Linked DNA regions of Mus musculus: region 1 is linked to region 2. A link is a contact called in public Hi-C data. All regions are on one chromosome and are shown on one strand. The core of a region is the stretch at or near the end of the contact, and the rest is flanking DNA. Distances in the headings are between cores, read along the strand shown.

Region 1 (6,246 bases), core at 85-2,584, 350 kb after region 2:
CATGCTGTTAATACTGTCTGTTCTACACCATGCAACCCTTCCCCCAGTTCCCACTCTCTTCCTCGTTTGTGAGTTGGATCCCTTAGATGGGCAGGAGGGGTAGAGTCAGTATGTAGGAGACTCACACTTATAGAAACATACACAAAAATGCATGCTTGAATATGCCAGAATGCCAGAGAAACGTGTGTTCCTACTCAAGCACAATACAGTACAATAGAGTCAAGGATCCAGACAATACAGACAGACAGGCCAAGACCCACAAAACTGTATAAGGCCACCGAGCCTGCCTGTTAGGGACAATCAGTGACTGTTGTATGCTGGCCTTATTTTGATTGCTCATAGTTATCGTTTATCAGCTACAGGGAGGGATCCATATGAGGCAGAGGAGACTGATGAGTATTTTATGTAGGGGATTTAGGAGGTGTGCAAAATAGCTTTCCGATCCTAGCACGGTACTGCACTTCTATACTCCTGGTGCTGAGAAGGAGAGTGTGCGTGAGCTTGCTGGTGAGGAATCTATCCACGCAAAATTGGAGAACACTTGAGGAGGACACCTGATGTCTATCCAACTCTGACCTCAACATACACATGTGCATTTGCACATACATGCACAGACACATTCACATACTCACGCACAGGCACACATGCACAGGCACGTGCACACGCATGCACTCTCTCTCTCTCTCTCTCTCTCTCTCTCTCTCTCTCACACACACACACACACACACACACACACACACTCACACTTTCCGGTAACCATTCTTTCTGTGGAACTGTCAAGAAAACCTGGTTTTAAGAAACAAGACAAACAGCTCTCAGTGGGAAGCAATTTGAAAGGATATCAGATTTGAAAAAACCAGACCGAATCAGGCAGACCCAAGTTTCTTCACAGCTCGGGGATTGTCTTCAGTGCTGCAGATGGACAGGCAGGCATTTAAAAGGGTTAATTAGAAACCTCATGTTATTCTTTCATAAAACATCTCCTGTGTAGCCTGGTATCCGCTCTGGGTCTGTTTCTCTTTAGTGTGGCCCTGGACAGTGTTAATTACACAGGAGGCAGCAAAAGACTGAGAATCCTCTTATTCAGATAGTTCACAACTGACAGGGAGTAATGGCTCCAGCCATTGTTTCCTTAGGCAAAGACTATTGATGTAGCATGTGCCCCCAGGAGCAGGCTGGGTGACAGCAGGCTTTATCATTCTCCTTCCTGCACAGACCCCTGTCACCAGATCACACTAATTCACATGATTGCCGGGTCTGTCACTCCATCTGTCTGAGTAATTAGCCCCGGGCAAACTCAGTGGCATCTCCTATCTCTGACTCTTCAACAAAGTTGTGAGTCACACCAACCCAATGAAAGCTATGTCTTGTTGCTTCAGTTCCAATGGATCCAAGCGCATGGGATGAGGGAGGGGGAGGGGAGAGCATCCGAGACTCTCATCTCCTGCCTTGGCTGTGGAAAGCAAGCCTCCATCCATTCTGAGATGGACCTTGTTGCTGTGCTGCCACAGGGCTGAGCTTTGACTTTGCTCCACACGTCTGGAAAGCACAGCGCAGGCTGAGCTCTTTCTAATCATCCTGCTCTTTTTTAATAAAAATGTTCCTTTTTTTTTCAACCTTCTCCCCCCCCCCCCATTAACTTGGAATAGTAGATTTGGTAACAGGACAGACACTAGCAATTGAGTTAAAATGAGTCACTTTTGCAACCAGGCTAGGAGACCCATGTCTCTGTAATTATGAGTTCAAAGACTGGTTGTCTGTTAACAGGAGGAAGTCTAGCCAGAGGGGCTTTCAGTCTGCTCCCTCAGAGTCCCTCATACCCTGAGAGCAATTATTGCCCAGAGCTCCCCCAGAGCTCATTAGAGAGCCCAGTGAAGTGAGAGGCAGCTTCCGGGCCAGGCACAGGGGGCAGTCCTCCTAATGGGCCACACCAGCTCCCAGCTGTGCCCTCCCAGAACAGTGAGCATTTTCTACTGCAGAAGACGCCGATCTGGCTCAACTCAGGATGCTTCTTCATTAGGTCACTCAACTCCGCTCGAATCTTTCCTTCCTCTTCCTCTTCCTCTTCCTCTTCCTCTTCCTCTTCCTCTTCCTCTTCCTCTTCCTGCCGCATGGCACAGAGGGTAAATGAAGGCCCCGTGCACTTGGCAATGTCTTCCACAGCCCAGTTCTGCTTCTGGCTTAAAGAAAAGAGGATTTTTTCCCCTCTCTTCCCCTCCCTCCCCCTTCCTCCCTCCCTTCCTTAGTCTTTTTCCTTCCTCCTCTTCTTTTTCGTCAGGACCACATGTTTTACGTTCACTGTATCTATCCATTTCGCATGGGTTGTGTTCTGTAAAGTTTTTAGCATGCAAGTCTCCTTTACCCACTCACAACAGGCCTCCAACCCTCTCCCTTCCCCCCGCCTCTCCTGCCCAGTCACCTCTGTTCTCCTTTCATGACATACACCAACCTGATTTTCTAGACCTACGTAAAACCTAGGAACCCTACATGAGCATGGCTGAATTCACTTCTGTGATCATCTCTCCTTTCCTGCCTTCATCTTCTCCCAAATGACACACCTCTGTCTTTCCCTTATGTGTCTATAAACCACACTTCCTTTTTTCAAGATTTATTTATTTATTCATTTCAGGCACATGAGTACACTGTCGCTGTCTTCAGACACACCAGAAGAAGGCATTGGATCCCATTACAGATTGTTGTCAGCCACCATGTGGTTGCTGGGAATTGAACTCAGGGCCTCTGGAAGAGTAGTCAGTCGTTTTCACCACTGAGCCATCTCTCCAGCCTCAAACTGCACTTTCTTTATTCATTCTTCTGCTGATGGATACTTAGGATGCTCCCTTAATGCAGGTATTCATACACAGAAACACACAGTGAGTGACAAAATTAAATAAGCTCTTCCAGATCCTGGATTGTGGGGCCTTTCCCCTTAGCCTCTGATTCACAAACCCTGAGCCCCTCTGTGAACAGTCACCCCAGGCCCTTCCTCCTGCCACCTTCCATGCCCTCCCATCATGCACAGGTGCATATGTCAATGACCACCTGTAAGCGTCAGACACAGGAAGATTCACACCACACCATCCAGTACCCTTTAGCTCTGATCCATGCCCACTGCATCTAATCTTTCAGAGACTCATGCTCGCGCCTGGGCTCCAGCTCTCCACTCTCACAGACACCTCTCTCTCTCTCTCTCTCTCTTTCTCTCTCTCTCTCTCTCTCTCTCCTCCAGCTCCATCATACCAGTGCACTCAGGCACACACATGCACTCAGATACACACCCACACACATTTCCACAATCACACAGACGCAGTTGCAGGTCTATACCGACTTCCCGTATAAAAGTCAGGGACTAGAGGAGCCAAGTTCAAGATCCTGATTTCTAGGACACAGGTTTCTAGTGGCTCTTCCCGCACGGCTTCAGAGTCACATGGCTTCCTAGAAAGCAAGATGAAATTCAATGCCGAACTCCCTCTGGTAAGCTGGCTTACTAAAACACCCCAAATGTCTCTGCAGAGAAGCCACCATGGAGGATGAACCCTCTGACTCCCCTCAGTAGCACAGCCTCCCCCCCCCAACCCCCCATGTTTCTGTCTTTCGTAGACAAGCTCTCCTGCTGTCTGGTGTCTCTCCTTGCTACAGGAGTGTGCCAGGGGCTGATGGGATGGGCATCAGGAAGATAGTGCCACGGTAGACTGGGGCAGGAAGTGCTTCAGGCAGGTGGGAGGTGGTCGGTTGGGTCGACTGATGCGCATTGATCTGGAAAGCTCAGAGTCGCAGATCAGCTCTCATTCACCACCTTTCTCCTAACTCCACAGTGAGTACTGCACAGTAGCACTGTCAGGGCTTGTGGAAACAATTGATTAGCTATGGAAGAGTGGTCGTGTAGCAAGAGAATCCTTGCAGTGATACTTACAAACCGTGAAGTAATACAAATACAATAAAATACAACTGTCTGGTGGAAGGGAATAGACTCCAAGAAAGATGCATTCCATAGCCATAAAAAGTAATATTCTTAAAGATCTTGATGCACCATAGAAAGGGGTGATTAGATAATGTTAAATGAAATCAGCAGGCCAAGGGGTTGTATGTGTTATCATCCTAACTATGTAATAAGACAGAGCACAGCATGAAGTGGAAAGAAAAATGCAGCCACTAAGTAGCGCTGGGGTTTGTTCAGGTTTTTTCCCAGCTTCTTTATACCATTCAGTATCTTCCAACTTTTCTACAATGGACCATTTATAGATTAATAATTAAAACCAAATTAATCAATGCCTTAGGTATGGTTTCACCTCGTCAGGAAGCCAAATCCTCTGGGGTCTGACATCTTAGCTCCTGCATGTGGCATGGACTGCACCCATTTCTGAACTCTGTAGGGCAGTAGAGTGAGAGAAAATCTTCACACACCTTCCAGTGAACTCGTCAGAAATTCGGGGGAACGGTAACTTCCTGCTCTCTATTGAGGAGGTGGAAATGGGATCTACAGATTCCCAGTGGGCACCTACATGTGCCAGTTTACCTACCCTTCAAAGGAGAGGGTAGGACTGAAGATCTAAATTTTGGAACCATTTGTATGTAAGCAAATGGAATTGTCTCTTGAAAGATAAATGTCTAGGGAGGAGTCTTACCATCTCTGGCATTCAAGGAGATGCCAGGAAGGTATCAGGGGTTGTTGGGATGGGCATCACAAAGGTAGTTCCAAAGTGGACTGGGGTAGGAAGTGTTCAGGCAGGTGGAAGGTGCTCAGCTGAGTCAACTGATGCACATTATTCCAGATAAACTAAGTTATCCTCTCACCGTAAACCAAGACCATTTCTCAGTGACTCATAGCAAGATGCATCTTCATTCACATTGTGTAACAATATGGGTCTGGGCAGGTAGGAGAATTGCCGTGATTCTAGGCACACAGGTTGTTGGAGGCTGAACAGGAACCACTACTACCATGTCACTCCGCTAGAGGAAGAGGGCACGAGAATCATACGGGAGCTAGATGGGATGTTTATGCTTATACTGTTGTTGTTGTGATAAAATATCCTGACCAAAAGTGGCTTAGGGAGAGGGAAAAGTTATGAATGATCAGTCCATACATACAGGAACATTACTGTGACAGAAGTTTATGCCAGCTGGTCATGTTATATTCATAGTCAAGAAGCAAAGAGACACTGCCGTTACTCGTGCTGCCTGATTGGTGAGTCTTAGCTAGCTTTCTTTACTCTTACACTATTTGGGGCCTAGGAAATGATGCTACCCACAGTGGGCTGGGTTCATTAATAATCAAATCAATCCCCTATAGGGCAACCTGATCTAGACAATTCCTCAGCTGAAGGTGTCTTCTGTGGAGATTCTAGGCTGTGGCAAGTTGGTAGTTAAAAGCTAGCCGTCACAGCGCCTACGTCAGGAAGTAACACCTGTTCCCACCATTCCAGGGCTAACTGAAGAGAGCATCCCACACTCTTCCTGCCTGCACTCCTCCAGTGTTCAGTGAGAGCTCTGCTAAAATAAGAAGGGAAAGCTAACCACTGGCTTTGGAATGTTAAGGTCCTTAAGGATCTGGAAAGATGAGTTTCGGGGTGAGAGATGGACAGTTTGCAACTGGATTGAAAGGAAGAAATGGAGGGATATTGAGATGGAAAATGCAGAGCAGAGCTGGTTTAAGCATTTGTTTTTTTGTGATGTGTAAAAAAGGGCAGAGAAGTAGACAGAGAACTGAACCACAAATTGGGTAAAGAGAACATTGTGAGAGTCTGAAACCCTGAAGAGAGCAACACCCCACTTTCCCAGCCCTCTGTATCCAGTGAATAGTCTGATCATCCCACTGAAAGCAGTGATCTTTCCAGTTTACGAACAAAGATGCCCTAACCTTACATTTCTGTACCTGCCAGTTTATCTATATCAACATCTATCCCTAACTCAGTCATCAGGAACTTTTAAAATATGCTGCTGGGAACAATCCAAAGGAAGCAGGGGGTTGCTTATGCCAGAGAGGAGGAGTTCTGGGAGGAGGAAAGCCCAGGGAGGCAGCTGAGTGCCAAAACCTAGACAAAGGAAAGGTGGACCTTTGATAAAGTGATGAATCCTGCTGGTTCCATTGCTACCAGAAAGAAAGCCCAAGTGATGGATAGCCATAAGGGCCCAATGGCAAGCGCTGTAGTGGGGAGATGAGGAAGCCCCTGCCTCTGCAGGAAGTGTCTGACTGGAAGAGGTGCGTGCTGTGGACTGAGTAGGGGAAGCTGAGAACACAGAAGCTAT
Region 2 (6,068 bases), core at 3,434-5,933:
GCATGGTTCACTTCTCCATTCTTTTGGTATTTCCAGAATCACCATTGAAACACCGTCTCTGACTGCTTCTCCTAAAAGCATACCCCGAGACCCTGCTCATTCCAAGCATCCCCTCAAATGGTGGTGGTGGTGGGGAGCCAGCTGGTGTGGCCACGAGGAAGGAAGGGTTGAGGGACTGCTTACTTGACTTTGGCAGCTTCTGATAGGTGCTTTAGCTCTGAGGGCATGTTCAGGATATCTGGGAAGTGCTTCTCCAGGATCATGATCAGGTAATGAAGCAGAGAGATGTTCCTGTGGGTGACAGTTGTGTCATGGGACTGGAGAGTGGAGGGGGGGGGCAGAGGAAACCAGAGGGAGTGTGGAGGAAAGGCAAAAGCAATGACTGGGCCAGAGAGAGAGTGGCTCAGTGGCTGAGAGGGCTTTATGCTCTTCCAGAGGACCTGAGTTTAGGTCTGAGCACTCACAAATGCCACTAACTCCAGTGCCAGGGCATCCAATACCCTCTGCTGGCCCCGACCAACAACTCTACCCATGCACACTGCACATGTGTGTGTGAGAGCATATGTGCAAATGTGTGTTTACACACACACATTCACACACTATAATAATTCTTTAAAATATCTAAGAATGAGCCAGAATGGAGAGGTAGAAAGGAGTCAGAGGAGAGAGGGAGAGTCTCAGATGGGGTGAGACAGGACGAGGAAGTTCATTGGTCCCCACCTGTCAATGCTGGACTTGGTGTCAGCGATCTTGTTGAGACTGGCTACCCGGAAGCCATAGGCACCGCCACGCTGCCCCTTGTTCATGAAGTTGCCGATGGCTAGGACCACCTCCAGCATTTGCTTCAGGCGCTGGCTGAGAGTCAGCTCCCGGGAGGCCAGCAGGATGGCTGAGAGAAGAGAACAGCGCGGGTTGCTGCAGACAGAGCCAGGGCAGCAGGCTCTGCCTCTCCTCTGGCTCTCCAGGAGATTGATGCAAGGGGCTACCTTTCCAGGCAGAGACTATGCACTCCGGTCCTGATTCCTCCATGTCTCCCCCTCCACACCTTCAGGACAAAGCTAGTGTGGCTCCAGAGTAGACAACCGCATAGAAGGGTTTAGAATATCTTGTCATGCACATAAAGGTTATTATATTTTTCGTGAAAACATACTTGAATATGGCAATTTCCCTAGACCTAATAAAGTTTGTGCTTTCTGAATATTTTTATTAAGGGATGTTTGACACATTTTGAAATTCTATATTGTATGTTCATGTGGATACATACGTGTATGGATGTGCATGGATGCGCACATTGTATGTGGAGGTCAGAGGACAATCTAAGGGTACCATTCTCAGGGGACAGCAGCATCTGTGCTCAGAGATAACAGTAAGAGGACTAAACCACCCAGTTGTCTCTGCCTCTGCTGGTCTGACGATTCCTGAAGATGCTCATTATGAAGATAAAACAATAGCCTTTGGGGCTTGAAAGATGATGCCCCCAGTGGGTGGGAGCACTTGTTATGAAAGCCAGAGGACCTGAGTTCAAATCCTCAGCACCAATGGAAAAGGCCATGAGAGAGAGGGGAGCAGCCAGGCAAGAGGATCCTGGGAGCTTACTAACCAGACAGTGCAGCTCAGAGGATTAGCTTTAGGTACAGTGATGGACTGTGTCTCCAAAAGCAAGGTTGAGAAAGAGAGGAGGGCACCTCATGTCTGAGGTTCCTCTGGCCTCTGCATGCACGCTCATGAGGGTGCATTGTACATACATATGTGCCCATGCCACATATACACATACAGACACATACACACAGACACACACACACAGCAAACACAAATACATTATCACATAAAAAGGAAAACCTCAGAAAAAAGTTTGCAGGAAATTTCAAAGACAAGTTAAAAAACTAAGTAGTCATGAAGAAGATATTATAAAAATAAGAAATAAGTGTGAGTTGTCCAGAAAGTCTTTAGATCACACATATCCCACATAGGCACATTCTATGGACTAAAACCAACCCTGTTGTGAATGCACACTTAGATTGTTCCCAGCGTGCATGCACACACACACACACACACGTGTGTGTGTGTGTGTGTGTGTGTGTGTACATGTGTGAGCGTTCATATAGAGGCTGGAGACTGACATGAGGTGTGTCTTCCTCAATCACCCTCCACCTTGTTTTTGAGACACCTTTCCTCTTGAACATGAACCTTGCCCCTTCAGCTAGGCTAGCTGGCCTGGGAGCCTCGGGGATCTGTCAATCAGCATCCACTGCACTGGGTTACAGGTGTGCCACCAAGCCCAGCTCTCAGGATTTGGAAATGTGAGTTCTGGAGTCAGGTCCTCATGCTTATACTGCAAGCCTTTTACCAATTTGCCGTCTCCCCAGCTCTCCCAGCCCAGTGTTTTCAAAACTACAAACCAGAACGCGTAAATTGCCTTGTAGTGGAATAAAATGCAGCGCTGAAAACTGAATATCCACCCTCCACATGTAGCTCTAGGGAGAATCCAAACCCAGAATGCTAAGCTGTTGTACAGCACTAACCTCCAAGTCCCCCAAGACCACTGTCTTCAGTTTAGTGATAGTTGCTTGTGAATGATAGTCCCCACTGGATTTATTGACTGTTGGTGCTCCCACACAGGAGGAGGGAGCAGCCAGGGTCCTGGAACTCCCATTCATGTATCTATCCATGCCCCCAGATGCCTGTGTGTAATTTTGACCTAATTGTTGCATGACCTTGAGGTCTGGGGGCAGGGTATGGGGACCTAGAGTATATAAACTGGAGAAGATTTGGGAAGGGGCTCCGTTTATACAGCCATGGGGATGCCAGCATCCATACTGGGCTCAGACCTTCCAGTGGGACTGCTTTGCAGTCCCCTCACACTCCCAAGGGGGAGCTATTTGTCACTGGGGTCCTAGCAAATGCTAAGGCACACATTGCCTAGCTCAACAGCCACCACCACCTTGGGGGGGGGGGGTGGATTCTTAAGGCATAAACCGAAAAAAAAAAGCAATGGAAAAATCACTCATAAAACACCATTCCATTTATAGAAAATTCAAAATAGAAAGGCTCATCCAGACATCAAGCTATCTCTGAAGTGGAGTGAGAAAAGCTTCCCTTGGAGGGTGACATTATTTGAATGTTTGGAAGGAGGACATAAAGAAGAGCTGGAGCCAGGTGGCGGCGGCTCATGCCTTTAATCCGCCCACGCACTTGGGAGGCCGAGGCAGGAGAGTCTCTGTGAGTTTGATACCAGCTTGGCCTACATAGTAGGTTTGAGGACAGTCAGGCTATGTAGAGAGATCCCGGATCAGGGGTCAGGGGGAGGGGGCTTGGCTGATGAACGGCTCAGCCGTTACGGTGGAATCTCACAAGCAAAGGATGGGAAGGGAAACACAGACAGAGCCTGAGCACATTCAGCTTCTTGACCTGAGTTGATTACACGGACAGGAAGGGGAGAGACTTACGAATCACCTAGAATGAACAGTTATAGTCGGTGTGTGCCATATTTCAATAAAAAAGTTCATTTTCCAAAAAAAAAAAAAAAAAGTAAATAAAACCTACTTGCAAAAATTCCTCTGCAATTTTACACGGCTGGGGATAGTTTTTCTAAGGTTGATGAGCTGTTTGAAAAATCTACAAAGGGATAGCCTTTAAAAAATGCTAAAAATGTTGGCAAAACAGAAAATGATAAGAGTTGAGAGGAAATCAGGAGATGAGAAAACTCCCATCTGCAGAGCTGACATTTCAGACATTCGCAAGAATAATGCGTGCATGAATGCATTCATAAAGATATTACACTTGCCGGCACATTCACCCAGGCTATATTTAGTGCATCTACTTGTAATGAGAATTGGTGATTTTGGTGTGCTCAGCATTGAATGTATTCATAGGGAGAATATATTCAAAGGGGAATTGGGAAATTTGTCAAACCCGGAAAACCACATTGAAGCAACTTCCCCCGGAGCCCCATCTGGGGGACGAGAGGTGGGTGTCAGTAGCTCAGCACCCAGCTGAGGTGGGCTCTGTCTTAGCTACTTCAGGAATACTTCTGAGAGACCTAGAAGCTCAACTCCTCACATGGCTTATGTGTGTATGCCTTCAGGCACCGCTCCCCAGCCCTTCAAGGATAGCAGCCATCCCTAGTGGACAGATGTCTTTTGGATCTCAGCTATAGAAGTTTGATATCCCCCAAATATTTTGTTCTCTCCAGCATGTCTTTCTCCGTGCAGCTTGATATTAAAGACACTTTATGGCCCATCCTGGCTGAGTCTTAGAGTTTAGGTACTTGCTCCTTCGAGTAACGAACAGTCTAAGACGAAACCTTTCCAGTGCCTAAGCTACTCTGGTTCCATAGTTCCAAATGGCCACCACACACATTTGCTTGACTTGAGATGCATAATTAGTGAACCACCCACACCCTAGCCTTAATGCTTGCAGCAAAAAGAGGGTATAGATGATAATAAGGCCTTGCCCACCACCGGGGCAAGAAGATGCCACAGAGATGATTGATCTATTCTTTATTACAATCTGCAGGTCCCTTGTTGCATGCATCTGTGTGTACATGCCAAACACTGCTTTCTTTATCTCTACAAACTCCTACTGCAGAAATCCCAAGGCAGCCTTTGAGAAAGCCCCAGCCTGCTCTCTGAACTAGGCATCTCCGAGAATGTCCAACAGGGGGCGCCTATGTCCTGCTATGCCCCAGCAGGGGGCGCCTATGTTCTGCTATACACCTAGCCTGATACCCTGAGCCTCCCAGACAGTCTCTTGTTTTGTTTGTTTGTTGTGTTTTGTTCTGCCCTGTAAGTCTTGTCCTTACTCCAAGTGAGCCCCCGATCAGTTTCTCCTGCTTCTGCCTTGCTAGGTGCACATATCTGTCTACCATCCTGCCCTCCAGTGTTCCCACCACTTCCTGAGCCCTGCTCCTCTGTTGTCCTCACAGGCAGCCCCAAGGATATACTCTCTGACACAGTGAGTGACTAGGGGACAGGAGGAAGGGTATCAATTGGAAAGACAGCAAACATCTACACTGCTACAGCATTCCTCAAGGATCTCAGAAATGGCAATGGTGATAGAGGAGGTCTGTATCCCCCAGACACCTCTAGGGACCTCCCGATGAGCTCACATTTAAGCAGACATGCCAGTTGAGTTTGTGAACCTAGTGCTTCTTAAGTAGGACAGAATGGATGACTCTGGGCATGCCAGGCCCCAAGAAGGATGCTGGCTATATTCCTATTTACACACACACACACACACACACACACACACACACACACACACCTCTTGGGAGCCAATCCCAGGGCAAAGGAAAGCATCATGTGATTGGCATGTAAGCCAACCTAGACAAGAACATTTCTCTATAATAATTATAGTTCCAAGCTGGTGGTGTGCACCCTCCTATAGTCCCATCACTTGGAAAGCAGAGGCAGGAAGATTAGGAGTTCAAGGCCAGCCTCAGCTACCTAGTAAGCTGGAAGCCTAGACCACATGAAACCCTGATGAAAAATCTAAATGTCATAGTTTTACATGTTACACTTGATTTGGGCACCTCTCTGGGGTTAGGGGAAGGCAGATATTTCCCTCTGCCCCATCGATCAATCCCCAGATACGTCCACTCTCCAGGTGTGCACTGCAGGCTCCAGCCCTACCTTCTACTTTGGGCTTGGCCTCAGCCAGGCGTTCCTGGAACTTCTTCTTGAAGAACAGGGCCTGTAGCCGTTGCTGGTAATGGTCGATCCTGTGGACAGGGTGGACAAAGTCACAGGTGAGCCCATGGCTCCAAGGTAGCCCCAGATTTTTCTTGGGCTATTCTTCCCTCCCTTTCCTTGGCCAGAGCTGCTGCCTGAATCCCATTTCTCCTGCTATACCTGGTGCCCTACTGTCAGAGCTGGGCCCTGAACCTCCTCTTTCCTGCCGTGCCCCGTTCCCAACTGACCTGCTCATTTCATAGAGGAAGCGATCTGCACGCGCCATCCTCTCAATCTCATGTTTGTGCTCTTCTAGGAGATCAATGTCGCTCTTCTCGGGGATGAACTTGAGAAGCTGCAAAGAGCGGGCGCGAGTCATACGGGAAGCAGATGGATGCA

Evidence for each region. A called contact is a pair of places that touch in the nucleus more often than the background predicts.
Region 1: a Hi-C map of the N1E-115 cell line shows a contact between it and region 2, with 5 times the contacts expected there. The contact joins two enhancer-like sites. A contact is called at or near these places in 1 of 15 datasets of contacts at CTCF or cohesin (the NIH/3T3 cell line), 2 of 484 Hi-C or Micro-C datasets (the N1E-115 cell line and embryonic stem cells) and 1 of 115 datasets of contacts at active chromatin or transcription factors (embryonic basal ganglia).

Annotation. Positions count from the first base shown.
Region 1 is chr17:49,815,022-49,821,267 of GRCm38.p6, forward strand. The region is part of intron 13 of Kif6 (kinesin family member 6); the gene reads left to right. Gm16555 (predicted gene 16555) reads right to left here. Exons shown (of 3, transcript NR_168028.1): 2 at 4,290-4,367; 3 at 2,597-3,435. Among named protein-coding and RNA genes, the nearest start is that of Gm16555, 3.7 kb to the right of the region's middle. Within about 2 kb of position 1,335, at least 63 of the 459 cell types and tissues checked have an H3K27ac peak or open chromatin away from gene starts, as enhancers often do. A contact at or near this core is called in the N1E-115 cell line, where this site is marked.
Region 2 is chr17:49,463,743-49,469,810 of GRCm38.p6, forward strand. Daam2 (dishevelled associated activator of morphogenesis 2) reads right to left here. Exons shown (of 25, transcript NM_001379372.1): 18 at 5,918-6,024; 19 at 5,631-5,719; 20 at 721-889; 21 at 184-291. Among named protein-coding and RNA genes, the nearest start is that of Gm41595, 23 kb to the left of the region's middle. Within about 2 kb of position 4,684, at least 13 of the 459 cell types and tissues checked have an H3K27ac peak or open chromatin away from gene starts, as enhancers often do. A contact at or near this core is called in the N1E-115 cell line, where this site is marked.